3 separate regions of the Triticum aestivum genome follow, and regions 2 and 3 are each linked to region 1. Evidence: chromatin contacts called from public Hi-C data. All regions are on one chromosome and are shown on one strand. Each heading gives the region's core, a stretch centred on a gene start, on an enhancer-like site or on the middle of the called end of the contact. The rest is flanking DNA. Distances are from core to core; before and after follow the strand shown. Region 1 holds the start of LOC123044490 (aquaporin PIP2-1). Region 2 overlaps LOC123044489 (insulin-degrading enzyme-like 1, peroxisomal). Region 3 holds the start of LOC123044491 (zinc finger AN1 and C2H2 domain-containing stress-associated protein 16).

Region 1 (4,502 bases), core at 1,119-3,618:
ATGAAAATGGAATGGTGGTTTGGAGCGTGCAAGTAAATACACTAGATAGTACGGTACCTGATCATCCCAGGCCTTGTCCTTGTTGTAGATGACGGCGGCGCCCAGGCTCCTGGCCGGGTTGATGCCGGTGCCGGTGATGGGGATGGTGGCCAGGTGGACCATGAACACGGCGAAGCCGATGGGGAGGGGCGCCAGCACCTGGAGAAAGACACAAGCAAAGCAAACATAATAGCATGAGACCCAAATTACTTTCTCAACTGAACTAATCGGCACTCCCCATGCCGGGTCGTTTTCAGGTTGCTGGTTCTTCAAGCATGGCATGGCCATGCGTGCTCCGGCCGTCCGCATCATGGGAGTGCTGGAGGACACCCAAAGTCGTGAAAGGCCGGCCACTTGCCGCCCCTTTTGATTGAACGGGAAGGAAACTAGGTGGAGCGGCAACGAGCGTGGAGTGAAGGCTCCTTTTCCCTCTCCCTCCCGGCACATACGCCGGCCTCAGTGCGCGCTTCACCGCCCCAAAAGACCAGAGCCAGTGACTACCAGTACGATGGCATATTTTGACGGGATCGGGCAAAGCGGCCGAACATCACGTTTTGTCACCACGAAACCGCACCTTCACTAGTGCCCTCGCAAAAAGGGATGCTCGCACCATCCCTCACCGGACAGAGTAGTAACTCTCAACTTTTTAGATCATGTAACTCTGAATTTAGCTAGCCACATGCAGCCAAGGAGAGGTAATTTGTACTACAAGACCAATAATTCATCGTGGATGTCAGGGTGGGGGCCCTGGGCAATAATTCACCAGCCAGCGCTGGACGAAATCGGCCATGTGTTATCACACCCAAACAGCTCAGCTTACTGTTGGGGCCACATCGGCCAAGGCCATGGATGAGATGGGACTTAACTGGAATAGTAAACATACTTATCACAGTAGTGACTGTCTGAGTGTCTGGCCACGCGGACGTGTACTACTCCACTAGATGCATCTGGATTCTTCATTCTTGCGTCAATTGCAGTGCCAGTTCAACTATTACGACCCACATTTACGCCTACGGGAAGACTTATGTCTACTGTTATGGAGAAAAACATTTTCCTACTCCCTCCGTCACGGTTTAGAAGGCGCGCTAGGAAATTCTTTCGGACCTATGTGGTTATCTATTGGTTGTGAGATGGGTTAAAAAATAGCATTCATACTGCACATGTATATAGAAATAGTACTATCGAAGTATTAATTAGCTACTAGAAATAAATGCAATGCGTCTTAAACCTTGTCTATTGTGGACACACGCAAATTTAACTGTGCCTTCTAAACTGTGACGGAGGGAGTAAAGCATCATGGCAGTACTTAATTTTTACAAAAAAAAAAACTCCCTAACATTCATACATACTATCCTCCTTTTTGTTCATCCTAGATGATATATCTAGGATAAAGGAGTATCATTCTACCCATTTTGTTCATCGTATAGGATATTCTTGCTTTCCCCCTTTTTGTTCATACGTATGCATCATGCTCCTCATTTTGGACGATCTATCCTCATGGCATGCCATCTTCAGTTAAGCTCTAACAACTAGCTTTACTTTTCTTATACGAACAAGAAATCTTTACTTTTTCAAAAGAATTCTGCGGCATGTCGTGCTTACCGGGACGTGAGAGTCGCGCGCGCTGCGCTTGGGGTCGGTGGCGGAGAAGACGGTGTAGACGAGCACGAAGGTGCCGATGATCTCCGCGGCGAGGCCGGTGCCCTTGGAGTAGCCGGCGGCGAGCGTGTTGGCGCCGCCGCCGTACCTGACGAAGTAGGCGCTCTGGAAGGCCTTGACGAGGCCGACCCCGCACATGGCGCCGAGGCACTGCGCAATCATGTAGAGCAGCGCGCGGACCAGGGAGACCTTGCGCGCCAGGAAGAGGCCGAAGGTGACGGCCGGGTTGATGTGGCCCCCGGAGATGCCGGCGGTGCAGTAGACGAGGACGAAGATCATGCCGCCGAAGGCCCAGGCGATGCCGAGCACGCCCACGCCGCCGCACGCCGCGTCGGCGGCGGCGTTCACCGCGGGGTCCGTCTGGTGCTTGTACCCGATGACGGTGGCCACGGTGATGTAGAGGAAGAGCAGCGTGGCGATGAACTCCGCGATGACGGCGCGGTACAGCGACCAGGAGGCCAGCTCCGCCGCGTCGATCAGCGGGGCCGGCGGCGGGTCCGTGTAGTCCTTGGCCGCGAAGTCGCCGCCGCCGCCGGTCTCCATCACCTCGTCCTTGGCCATCGGCGTGTAGCTAGCCTTCCTTGCTGTTCCTTCTCGCTGCAAACCTGACTGGAAAAAATGGAGGTGGGGCTTGCGGTGTGTGGTGGGGGAGTGACGAGAGGAGAGGAGAGGAAGGTGGTATTTATGGAGCGGGGGAGAGGCGGTAGGTAAAAGACAACAAGGCGAGGGTGTGTGGTGTGTGTGCGATCGACGGAGGGGCTCGTGTCCTTGATTGAACAGAAAACTGAGCTAGTGACGGAGTAGTATTTTCTTCTTCTGAATTCTATTTGTATTTGTACGAGTAGGAGGAGTATTTAATTTGCTGATAAGACTGAATGGGCCTTTTGTTTTTCTGCTGCAGTGAAGTGAGGTGGATAAGCTGTTGGGGCATGTGCAAACGCCACATTCCAGGATTCACGGATATCTCTTCCCTCCATTAGAAGTTTGGAGAGCTTGCCGACTGAGCATTGTGACAAAATGAAGACGATAGGTGTTTCGTAGATTAGGGCGTCTCCCCAAAAACGAACAGTATCGTGTCAGACATCCAACCGTGTAGCTCAAACGGGCCGCATATATTTCAAACGTCAGAAGATTTTTCACACAAACTAGAATTTTTCATTTAAACCGGGCTACATTCATCACATTTTCGTCATAAACAAAAGGGTTCAGAAGTTAAACTAGTCTAATGATGTGTTTGGTTAACTGCATAGAGCCCAACCAGGACTGCGCAGGAAAAAAGAGCATGTTTGGTTGCATACAAGTAGGCCAGGCTCACATCGACACGAACCTTAAAGCAGTTCAGAGCCTGGCTCGCTGGGAATGCCCGAATCGGCCATTTCGAGCGAGTCAGGCTGAGTCGGGGGCAAAAGCGGGGCACAACGTACGCCATGGTGCGGGTGGGAATAAAGGCGGAGATGGTGGGAGAAGGAAATCGACGGAGGTGGGATGGCGTGAAATGGCACAGAGGCTCTACGGATGCTTCAAATGAAAAGAGCACCTTTCTCCAGGCTTGTGCAAACATTCAGGAGCAAGGGGCTGCATGAAGATAGCATCCACACCTTTGTGGAATACCAAGTTGTCATATTCCTGCATGTTGTAGGTCATAACCAGAGGTTTAGGGTTATCTACAACACGTTCAGGAGATCATTGAAGACCATTTCCAGGTATTTCAAGCAAGTGTTGTATGTTGTTGGGGAGCTCAGAGGAGAGATGATCAGGTCACCAACCGGGCAAACTCCTAGTAAGATACGCACTAGCCCAAGATGGTATTCATATTTCAAGGTGAGCACTAATCGTAGTTCATGCATTCACATGCTTGTCATGCCATTTTTAGGATTGCCATAACACCATCATGTCATACCATTTTCAAGATTGCATTGGCGCAATAGATGGTACTCATGTGACTGCTAAAGTGCCGAGGTCACAGGCCGTAGCATACACGGGTAAAAAGCACACAAGCCAGAATGTTCTCGATGCGGTTCACTTCGCTGAGAAGTTCACATATGTGTTTACTGGGTGGGAAAGATCAACCCATGATTGTTTACATTCTAACTGACAACATGTCTAGACCTGATGGCATCAATATCCCCGATGGCCAGTTCTACCTATCAGATGCTGGCTATGCATGTCGGCCTGGTGTTCTTCTAACCTTTCAGGAAAACCAGGTACCATGTGAACAAGTTCTCTTCCAGGAACTATTCCAGGACTCCACAGGAACTGTTCAATCTCAGACACTCTAGCTGTAGAGTTACGGTTTAGAGGGCATTTGGGGCTCCGAAGAACAGGTTTAAGATCCTGTATCATAAGCCCTTCCAGCCTTACCCTACCCAGGTTAAGTTTGTTATTGCATGTTGTATCCTCCATAACTGGATCCTACAATGAGGGTGTGATAACCTTATGTCAGAGGAGGAAGAGGTGACACCTAATGATGTTATTAGCTTCGGAAGAGCACGAGGATGGACTTCCACCTAGTTAGCATCGATGAACTTTCCCCAATTCAGCCATATGGCTCTTAAATTTGTACTGCCATTTGTTAGTAGCTAGGATGATCTGCCATTTATTTCCTAGCTAGGACTGAGACGATGTTCAAATCGTGTGTGGTAAGGTCATCACTAGTGAGAAGTGGTGATCAAACCTTATGTCGTTCGCTACCAAACATTGTGTAGTTTGTCTAACAAGTGCGACTCGGGCAACCAAACACCATGGGAAAAATTGCTCCTTTATGTAGCCAACCTACATGCATGCAGACAAACGATGTGTATATG
Region 2 (4,502 bases), core at 654-3,153, 240 kb after region 1:
AAAATTTCCATGCTGAAGATAAACATTTGATATTTACCGACATTTCTATGGTTTTCTCGGCTATCCGGAAGATTAGAAATCGCATTGTTTTTGATGAAAAAAGAATTACTGACCCCTATGTCCCTATAAATATGATTGCTAGATGGCTGAATGATTGGATTATTTTACAGAAAAAACAAAAAAAATCAAAGAAGATTGACGTGGGCGGTAAAATTTCTATAAATGACAACAAATAAAGTCTTTAAGGCGGTTCAAGAATGGTGTTTTGGAGTGCTTCGGATCCAATAAAGCTTTACCCTTTTGAAGGAAGATGCACCGCAGTTGAAGGCGCGGGAAGGGAGACAAAGCAGTGTGATGTTTTTTCCTTCTCTTTTCGGCTGTCATGTTTAGAACACCTTATTATGCTGTGATGGTTTATTGTAGTTTCCTTAAACCTGTAATATCTTCTGCATAGCGACGTTGATGTAACGTTGCTTTCTGTTCTTGGATGCCTGGTACTGGTAACGGTGATTTGTATTTTTAGAGCACAGGGTGAAACTATTGCCTTGATGGGAGGGCATCCAAGATCATTTAGTCTTTTTGCTACTTTCCCTTTTGGTAGTTTGTAAAGAAGACTGTGGTTTCTACAAGAAAATCGGAGGGGAGCCCTCTTTTTCAAGAAAAATAAAGATAATCTTTCTCCCTCGGTAAATAAGAGTAGGCGCGCTAAGGTTTACGCGGTGGATTTCGGGCAACCAACCCGGCACATCCAATTTTGATCAACAACTTGGAGGAATGGCTGAGTGGCTTAGGGCATGTACAATGGTCGATAAGGTAGTCTTATCTTAAATCTTGCATGTAATTTAGAGATGACAAAAAAACATGTCTACAATGGGTCATCTCTTAGCTTTATCTTCAATAACTAGTTATTCCTAAAAACATGGTGAGACATATTGTGCTAAGAGATCATCTCTTGCCTTCTCTTAATTAAGAGAAGACAAGCCTTCTCTTATGATTTCTCTCTCCTCCACCTCATCATTTATCCTACGTGGCATTGCTAAGATAGAACCATTGTACATGCCCTTACGGAATTGGCTTGCTAAATCTGACATAAAAAATGCATCATGGGCTTGAATCCCGTATCCTTCGGCACGGGAGTAGAAGGGGCGCCAGCACATCCATTAGGTTATATATATACCAGGAAGGAAGGGCCGCAACTACCACAACGGCCGCAGACACCAAAATCCCCTGACCATGTGGCGCGAGATAGCATACAACAGAAGAGCAGCGGCGGTCGTTCGGCGGCGATGCGACGCGCTCATGCATTTCCGAGCACGAACCGAGTTCCGAGGATGGCCGGGTTGGACTTGTGATCGGCGTGTGGAATAAATAAAAACAGGTTGTGTGTAGAATGATCCGATCGGTTGGGAATTAGGAGTATATATACACATGGCGATGAGGTTAGTTGGCTCAGCTGCGGAATGGGCAGGACTGGCCGGTGGACACCGTGGACGCATCGAATCGCTCCGCCGCCCAAAGACCAGTTGATTGATCTGCCCTGTATCTGTATGTATGACTCGCAGACTTTTTTGTAGGGTGCGGCCGATTCAGCGCTGCGCTGCAGGTCCATGCACGAGGAGGGTCGGACCATCTTTGTGCATGTAGCTGGGGCTGGGGCTGGGGCCGGGTGGAGCCGTGGAGGACAAATCAGCAGCAGAATTGCCGGCAGCGCCGTGGTACGATCTGGTGATTGAGATTGAGTGAGTGGCCGATGGAGTTGGCAAGGACAAGTTGCGAGGGGACTCCAATCATGGATGCAGGTGGTGGAGCAAATCAAATCAGGCCGGTGGATGGATAGCTAGCGAGCTAGGAGTAGCTAGCTCTCGGTGCGCGGCGCGGGATTGTGGTGGCAGCCAGCCCCGCCAGGGTGCAAGTGGCACGGCCCGTCCGTCCGCATGCGGTCAGGCCCTGATGGAAAACCCAGTGGACCAAGGACAAGCCTGCCTGCCTGCCTGTGCATCAGTGCTACAGACAGTGGGTGAATGAACCTCGTGGTAGCCTTTGGATACATATATTGACAAGATATGTATACGTGGAAAAGCGAAACTAGCAAAAGCTTTTTTGAGTGGAAACAATATATAGAAGGACTCGAAACCGATCCGGGTGGCTGGTGCTTTTAGGGTGTAAAGATTCATCAGGTGGCGGAGCAGTTGCAGCTAGCATACATGCATAGTAGATGACATAACGCCTTTTGTGAGTATACATGGTGATGGCTCTTGGTTAACCGCTTGTCTTTTCTTCTGGATTCCAAAATTAGGCTGTCAGTTTGTCCGGGGGCTCTTTGTTTCCTTCGTCGCCTCCTTCGGTAGCTGGCGTGTAAAGCGCTTCTCGTGCTCTCCCGTCGTTTTCACGTCGAGTGCTGAGCTAAGGCATCTCCGAGGCTATACCTCAAACGGTCGGACACCTCATTTATTCGTGCCCGCGGACGGGTCGGGCTGGCGCCGGTCATCCAACAGTAGCCCTTTAAAGTCCCCATTTATATCCATCTAAACTGTCTGTGCATTTGATCGAACACATGACGTGCAAAGCCAGCGTGGAGATAAGCGACAGCACGACCGTCAGGGGACCCAGAAAAGAACAGCAGTGGGAGCACAGCCCGGCCAAACAAGCAAGAACGCACGGCGGCCACACCCTCCCTCTGGTATAAGCCAATCGCTGCATTCACATAATATGCAACTAGATTTGGTGTGGCTAGGTGACCTTTATAAGTAACCAAATAAGTTCAGGAAAAAAAAGAGCATAGTAACCAATAGCAGACTCTACTTCTGACTTGTGCTCAGCGGCTTGCTAATTCCATCCTCTGATTCATGATATAAACAGGTTTAGAAAGTATGCCGGTCGAACACTTTCAGGTCTGATAATCAGTATAGAAAAGAATACCATGTAAAATTTCAAAGTGATATGACTAGATTTGGTATGGAATATTCAGCCTAGCCAAAAGTGCGAGCATTTGTCCCACACATTATTTTCTATAGGAACAATTCAAGTGAATGTAAATATGACTCGAAACAAAGTTGTCCTATAGCTTCATCTGACCAGCACCACCTCTGAATGAACCATATAAAGGTCTCGACCTCCTGAAGCTGAATATATCAGTTATTCGATGCGAATGCGGTGGCGGAGCATCATGAATAATCTTTTCGTATTCGGAGGAATGGAGACCGCCATAGATTTGAATGCTAAGGATCTTCTTTTCTGGTGCGCCAACCTTGACATGATTATCAAAGAACTCTATCAGCTCTTCCTTCTTAAGCTCCTCCAGTGCAGCAATCTGCAATTGCAGAAATCCAAGCATTCAAAAACAACACCCCAAAACAGAAAACGACTGCCTTTTCCTCAGAAAAGAAAACGATACCCGCAAGCACAACACATGATACCCGCAAACACAACACATTAAACAAATGAACAAGTCTACATGAACCCCTGAACGCTAAACCCAGGTAACCAGCCCCCTAATGTTTGTAAAAACAGTTATTACAAATAACCTTATTCCACTATATTCTAAGGTGTTTCACAGGGTGGTTTTGCACGCATGGTGTGACCAGTGGGCACAACATGCTATTCTCTCCTTTCACTGTTCAATTCTTCCTCACTGACACGGCAAGCAGCCGCAGCCCATTGTTCATATCCACAGAGTCAAAGAAAAAGCTGTGCACATCGATGGAGCAGCTGCAACCCACCCCCGAAGCCAGCAGACCCAGCCAGTGACAGCCAAATCCCTAATCTGAGAGGAGATGGTGCGGATGATGGAGATTGAATGCGGTGGGTGATCAGTAACTTGATTGTGCACTCTAGTTTGATGAGAAGGATCTGACTGCTTTACTTCCTGTCCAAAAAAGGTCATCTGCCTGTGCTGGCTAAAATGATGGATGCAGCTGATCTCCCTATCTGCCCTTCTCTGGGCATACAGACTGGACGGTCATTTTTGTCTCACCTAACTTGTACCCGTGTTCATGCGGTCTTCTTAAGGCTCCCTACACAATGTCACCTCCATATCCCTTCACCTCTCGTCTTCACGACCAATGCGCCACACCACGTATCTATGTATGCCACCACGACCATTTGACTCGCATCGGCTAAAGGCCATTTCGTTTTCACCATCATCAAAAACTTGCAAACCTGGGCAGTACACCGAGAGAGAGAGAGAGAGAGAGAATCGGTGAAGGGATGGAGATGAAGAAAAATACTCCCTTTGATCCAAAATAAGTGTCGTGGTTTTTAGTGCAAAATTGAACTAAAACCATGACACTTGGATCGGAGGGAGTAACTAAAAATAGGCAACTACAATGACATGTGGGTCTCTCTCATGTCAGCTCCAAATCAGAGACTTTTGTCACATGCCACATATGCAATACCGCCTCCCCAACCATGCTGGGGGGTTGTAACGGTTTTCAATACTTCATAAGGCTAGTTACCTTGTCTCTTCAGAGGGCTATTTTGGCATCAAAAAACAGCAGGGTTCA
Region 3 (4,502 bases), core at 1,375-3,874, 150 kb before region 1:
ATTGTTTTGGAAAGCGCTACTACTAAGTAGATATAGCAGCAGCGCGTGCCAACAGGCGCTACTGCTAACCTTTAGCTGTAGCACCGTATCAGTAGCGCAGTTACCCGCGCTACTGATAGGTCAAAAACCAGCGCTACTGCTAGGCTTTTCCCTAGTAGTGCTAGGCGTCGGCCGACTGAAAACTGGAAAAGGTCTGCCACCTCATCGACCATTTGTCAAGGCATCATGAGTCGTTGGATTCCCTCAGCATTGCAATGCGCCACCTCGTCCTCCTCTCGAGTGTTGTGCAACATGAGCCTTGTTCCGCTGGGGAGCTTGTCACTTGAACCATGTTGTAAACCGGTTCGCCAAGGTTATAGCCATTGCAACATCCCCCTTTTCAGTCGCAACATCTTCCATGTCGCCATCATAGCCAAGGTTCCAACCATCACAACACCCCCATTTTATAGTCACAACATCTCCCATGTTGCAACCGAGAGAGCCCTCGCAGCACCATGACGAGCGGCGGACCCAAGCCTTGTAGCATCCTTGCAACAACATTACTGTTGCCGGAAAACTATTCCTGCACCGATTTGAAGGACCCCACAGCGTTGGGCCCCTTGCAACGGTGTCCCTCATTAGCCCGCAGCGGGTAGGATGATGCCTTGTAGCAGCGACGCTGGTCGTGCAATGTAGGGCTCTGGCTAGCAGCAGCAGCGGCCGTCCTCGCACACAGTGTCGGGTTGTGATCCAGCAAGGCATGTGTAGCACGCGGTGTTGCATCAGCTTGTGATAATATTTCAGCATGAGAGTATTGGGATGGCATTAGGGCACGAGCTTAGGTGCCGAGAGAGAGGGAACGAGGCGAGACGACGACCACCACATCACACTACTGGATAGAAACGAATGAGACGATAACTCGATAAGCTTTCGAGAAGCTTAGTGTGACTTGCCCCTCTTGCCTTCAAGTCACCCGTTTGATCGTGCGCGATCCAACGGCCGGCTGGACGACCGATGCAAGCACATGATCAGTCGGTTAGACCTCTCCCAATGCATTGGTGTTAAAGTGGGGTGCTAAATGCATTAAAATGCTTAGCAACTAATGTCCTCAATGCATCGGTGCTTAGTTTTTGCAGCTAAGCCTCCTCTATTTAATTGTTTATTACTAATAAAACTCCTTCATGTATTGGTTGGTAGTCTTTTTGCCTAGGTCCACGTGCTTAGCATTGGTTCTTATTGGGATCACCATAATACTCTCTCTCCTCTTTAATTGCTTTGCCACATCATTTTTCTGCCTACGTGGCACCCTTAGCACCTGTACACCATGGAGCACTGGGAAGGGCCTTAGAGCATCTCCAACAAGCGCGCAACGCGCCGCGCGCTAAAAACTACTTTGCCGCGCGCGCTTCGCCTGGTTTTGCGCGGCCCGCAACGCTGGCTCCAACAGCCGCGCTAAAATGCAGCGCGCGCGCCGCTCCAGCAGTGCGCAAAAAATGCAGCGCACATAGTCTGCTTCATGATATAAATGCGTATATCCAGGCTTCTCCAACGATATATAGTTCTACTACGTCCACATAGCCTGCTTCTATGATACAAAATAAAATTGGCTTCTCCAACGATATATAGTTCTACTACTACTCGTTCTCCGACTCAGACTCTGCCTCGGTGATGTCCTCCTCCGATGTCTGAGCGTAGGCGTCAAGGAACCGCTCGTCGCAGGAGTCCCAGGACGACGCATCTCCTAGCGCCATGTTGTATTTAGCGACCGCCTTCCGCGTTCGGTTGTCCTCGCGATAGGCGGCTCGCGCCTTCCTCCTTTCCTCCCTCTCCGCCCTCCTCTCGGCGAAGAACTGTTCTTCGTTGATGATGTCTTGCGGGAAGCGTTGCCTCCACACCGCCATGGCTTACTCGTCCATCTCGGCCAGGCTAAGACGGCGCTCCCGCCTCCGGTGTTTACGACGATCCTCGTCAGTGGTAAGCCGCGGGAAAGGCACCAACTCCTGTGCCCGCTCCCGCGTCGACACGTCGGTGAAGTTCATGTCCCAACGTGACCGGCGGAGGCGCCACGCCGCAGCGTCGTATGCGCGCGCCATCCTGGGCGGTGTCAAAGGTTTCGAGGCCGAGGCGCACGCCGCCGCCCGACTGAATTGAGGCGGAGTAGGTGCCGGACGGGCGCACGCGGACGCCGCGGTAGCCTGAACCTCCCCGGCGGCGAGGCGGCATGGTGACGCGGTGGTGGCGGCTCGGCGGCGAGGAGGGAAAGCAGTGGAGAGAGCGAGAGAGAGCGGCAGATGGCGCTGCAGTTTTAATAGGCGCGCGCGAAGCGGCGCGCCAAATCTTGCACGCGAGCTGCCACCTTTTTTCCGTGCGCGCGCAATCGTTTCCCGCGCGCATTTGTTTCCCGCCACCGCTGGAGCGCGCGAAACCGGTCGGCGCGCGCTAAAAAGCACTTTTACCGCGTGAGCGCGTCTTCTAGCGCGCCCGTTGGAGATGCTCCTAGGGTGGGGGATTGACTACAGTCACCGTACGGTGACACTTTTCCCGTTACCCTCTCACCACCGACTCCACCTTACCCCACAAACAAAGCGCGTGCCAACTATGAACACGGGCCCGCGGTCATACGAGTACCTGGCATAAACTGCAGACAAGTCCGAGGGCCTGCCCGAAAACACACCGTCAAAACGTTTTGTAATCGATTTCGTGCCCCTTCCGCGTGCGTGCGAGCGACCTTCTCCCCCTCTTCCCTGCCGGTGGCAGCCGTCGGAGCGGACGGGGCGCGCGTCGTCGAGTTTGCCCGGATCCCCCGAAGCGCGCGCGGTTCCGGCGGGCCATGGGCACGCCGGAGTTCCCTGACCTGGGGCGGCACTGCAGCGTCGGCGACTGCCACCAGATCGATTTCCTCCCCTTCACCTGCGACCGATGCGACTTCGTACGTTTCCGCCTCCCATGTCCCTCTGATTCGCTCTTGTGTTCGTTGACCGGATTTGACTATGGATTGGCGTGAAAATTGGGTCAATTGCGTTTAGAGGTTGGGCCTGTCTAAGTATTCTTCTGTGGATTATGGAACGCAAGAATCGTTCCTTATCTGTAGACGCGGTTTCCTGAAGTAGATCCTGGGATTAGTAGTTTGGGCGGGGAGACCTTGCCTGGGTTTTACTTGTTGTGATCTGGCAGCCTACTGAAACCAAATTATTCTTGTCAATGTCCCTTGACTGGGCAGCAGGGAAGACCCTTTCTTTCTCCAGTTCTGTGCAATAGAGTATCAACGCCTGCCATCTTGAAGCAGTGCTTCTGCTCGCTTTGTTGCTGAAGTAGAGTTCTTGTGTCACCGCTTGGTGTTTCATCAATTAGTGAAATGCTCTGCATGACCTTTTGGGAGATGCTCAAGAAATGCTTTGTTTGATTGAAACATTTGTTTCAAGTCTGCTGTGCTTGGTTAATAGTTTATGGACACATATTTCTGGACTCGAATGTAAAACCTGCTTTATCCTAACTGCCATTGCCATGTACTAAAGTAAAAGGAACTTTCTGTAAAGAATATTATTGAAGAAACATCAAGCAAACATGTCTACATGGTTTAACTGAAAAACATGCCTTCATGTGCCTTTTTATAACATTATAAGGAAATATTTGATTTTGTCCTGGAGCACACTACTTTATGCATTACATAATACTGCCTACGTAACCTTTTATAAGACGTTTTGATAGTCTATGACAGTGTCAAAAAACGTCTTATATTAAGTTACAGAGGGAGTTATAAGCAACTATTGCTGTACCAGGAAATGGTGGCCTCTACCAAAACCTTGGGGGGGGGGGGGGGGGGGGGGGGGGGGCGGCATAACAGTGTTGTATTAGCTGCACCCCCTGAAGCCCTTCCATTCTCGTTGCAACATGCAGTTCCTACATATGACCTGCCGATGCTTACCTTAATTTTTGTCTAAAAACTTTGAAGTGTGGCACAAACAGATTTTGAATGCCATATCCTTATTTATCACTGCACTGTAAATATAAGGGATAAAAAATCCCTTCCTTTTCACCCAAAATATGTTCAATCCTTCTGGACTTCCTGAATTTCTTAATATAATACTCCATCCGTCCCAAAATAAGTGACTCAACTTTGTAATAAAGTTAGTACAAAGTTGAGTCCTTATTTTGGGACGGAGGGAGTATAAGATTGCAGAATTGCATTGAGGATGTAGTCATGTATAGTAATTTGTGAAGGATGAAGTTTTTTGCTGAGTTAATTGTATTCAATTATTTTTACAGAATGTGTAGTATTTATTCTTATGGAAATTCAGTTTATATTGCATTCTGAAATTATTTGCCTTTTAAAATGCACGGGCACCTTAAGTCTAAACAGTTCTGTCATCACTAAGTGCAGCCAGCCATTGTGCTAATATGGCTATTGTATGATTGTTCAGGTCTTTTGCCTTCAGCACCGAAGTTATACATCACATAAATGTCCAAAGGCTAATAACAAGGATGTCACTGTTGTCATCTGCCCACTATGTGCTAAAGGAGTT

Evidence for each region. A called contact is a pair of places that touch in the nucleus more often than the background predicts.
Region 2: a contact with region 1 is called in a Hi-C map of leaf, with 9 times the contacts expected there. The contact joins the enhancer-like site here to the promoter of LOC123044490 in region 1. A contact is called at or near these places in 4 of 5 Hi-C or Micro-C datasets (leaf and an unstated tissue) and 1 of 1 datasets of contacts at active chromatin or transcription factors (leaf).
Region 3: a contact with region 1 is called in a Hi-C map of leaf, with 3 times the contacts expected there. The contact joins the promoter of LOC123044491 here to the promoter of LOC123044490 in region 1. A contact is called at or near these places in 2 of 5 Hi-C or Micro-C datasets (both in leaf).

Annotation. Positions count from the first base shown.
Region 1 is chr2B:224,720,751-224,725,252 of IWGSC CS RefSeq v2.1, reverse strand. LOC123044490 (aquaporin PIP2-1) reads right to left here and starts at 2,368. Exons shown (of 3, transcript XM_044467229.1): 1 at 1,642-2,368; 2 at 58-198. The coding sequence starts at 2,259.
Region 2 is chr2B:224,481,117-224,485,618 of IWGSC CS RefSeq v2.1, reverse strand. LOC123044489 (insulin-degrading enzyme-like 1, peroxisomal) reads right to left here. Exons shown (of 26, transcript XM_044467228.1): 26 at 2,824-3,310. The coding sequence ends at 3,059. Among protein-coding and RNA genes, the nearest start is that of LOC123044489, 19 kb to the right of the region's middle. Within about 2 kb of position 1,903, at least 7 of the 8 cell types and tissues checked have an H3K27ac peak or open chromatin away from gene starts, as enhancers often do. A contact at or near this core is called in leaf, where this site is marked.
Region 3 is chr2B:224,868,027-224,872,528 of IWGSC CS RefSeq v2.1, reverse strand. It overlaps LOC123044491 (zinc finger AN1 and C2H2 domain-containing stress-associated protein 16), which reads left to right and starts at 2,624. Exons shown (of 2, transcript XM_044467230.1): 1 at 2,624-2,908; 2 at 4,401-4,502. The coding sequence starts at 2,810.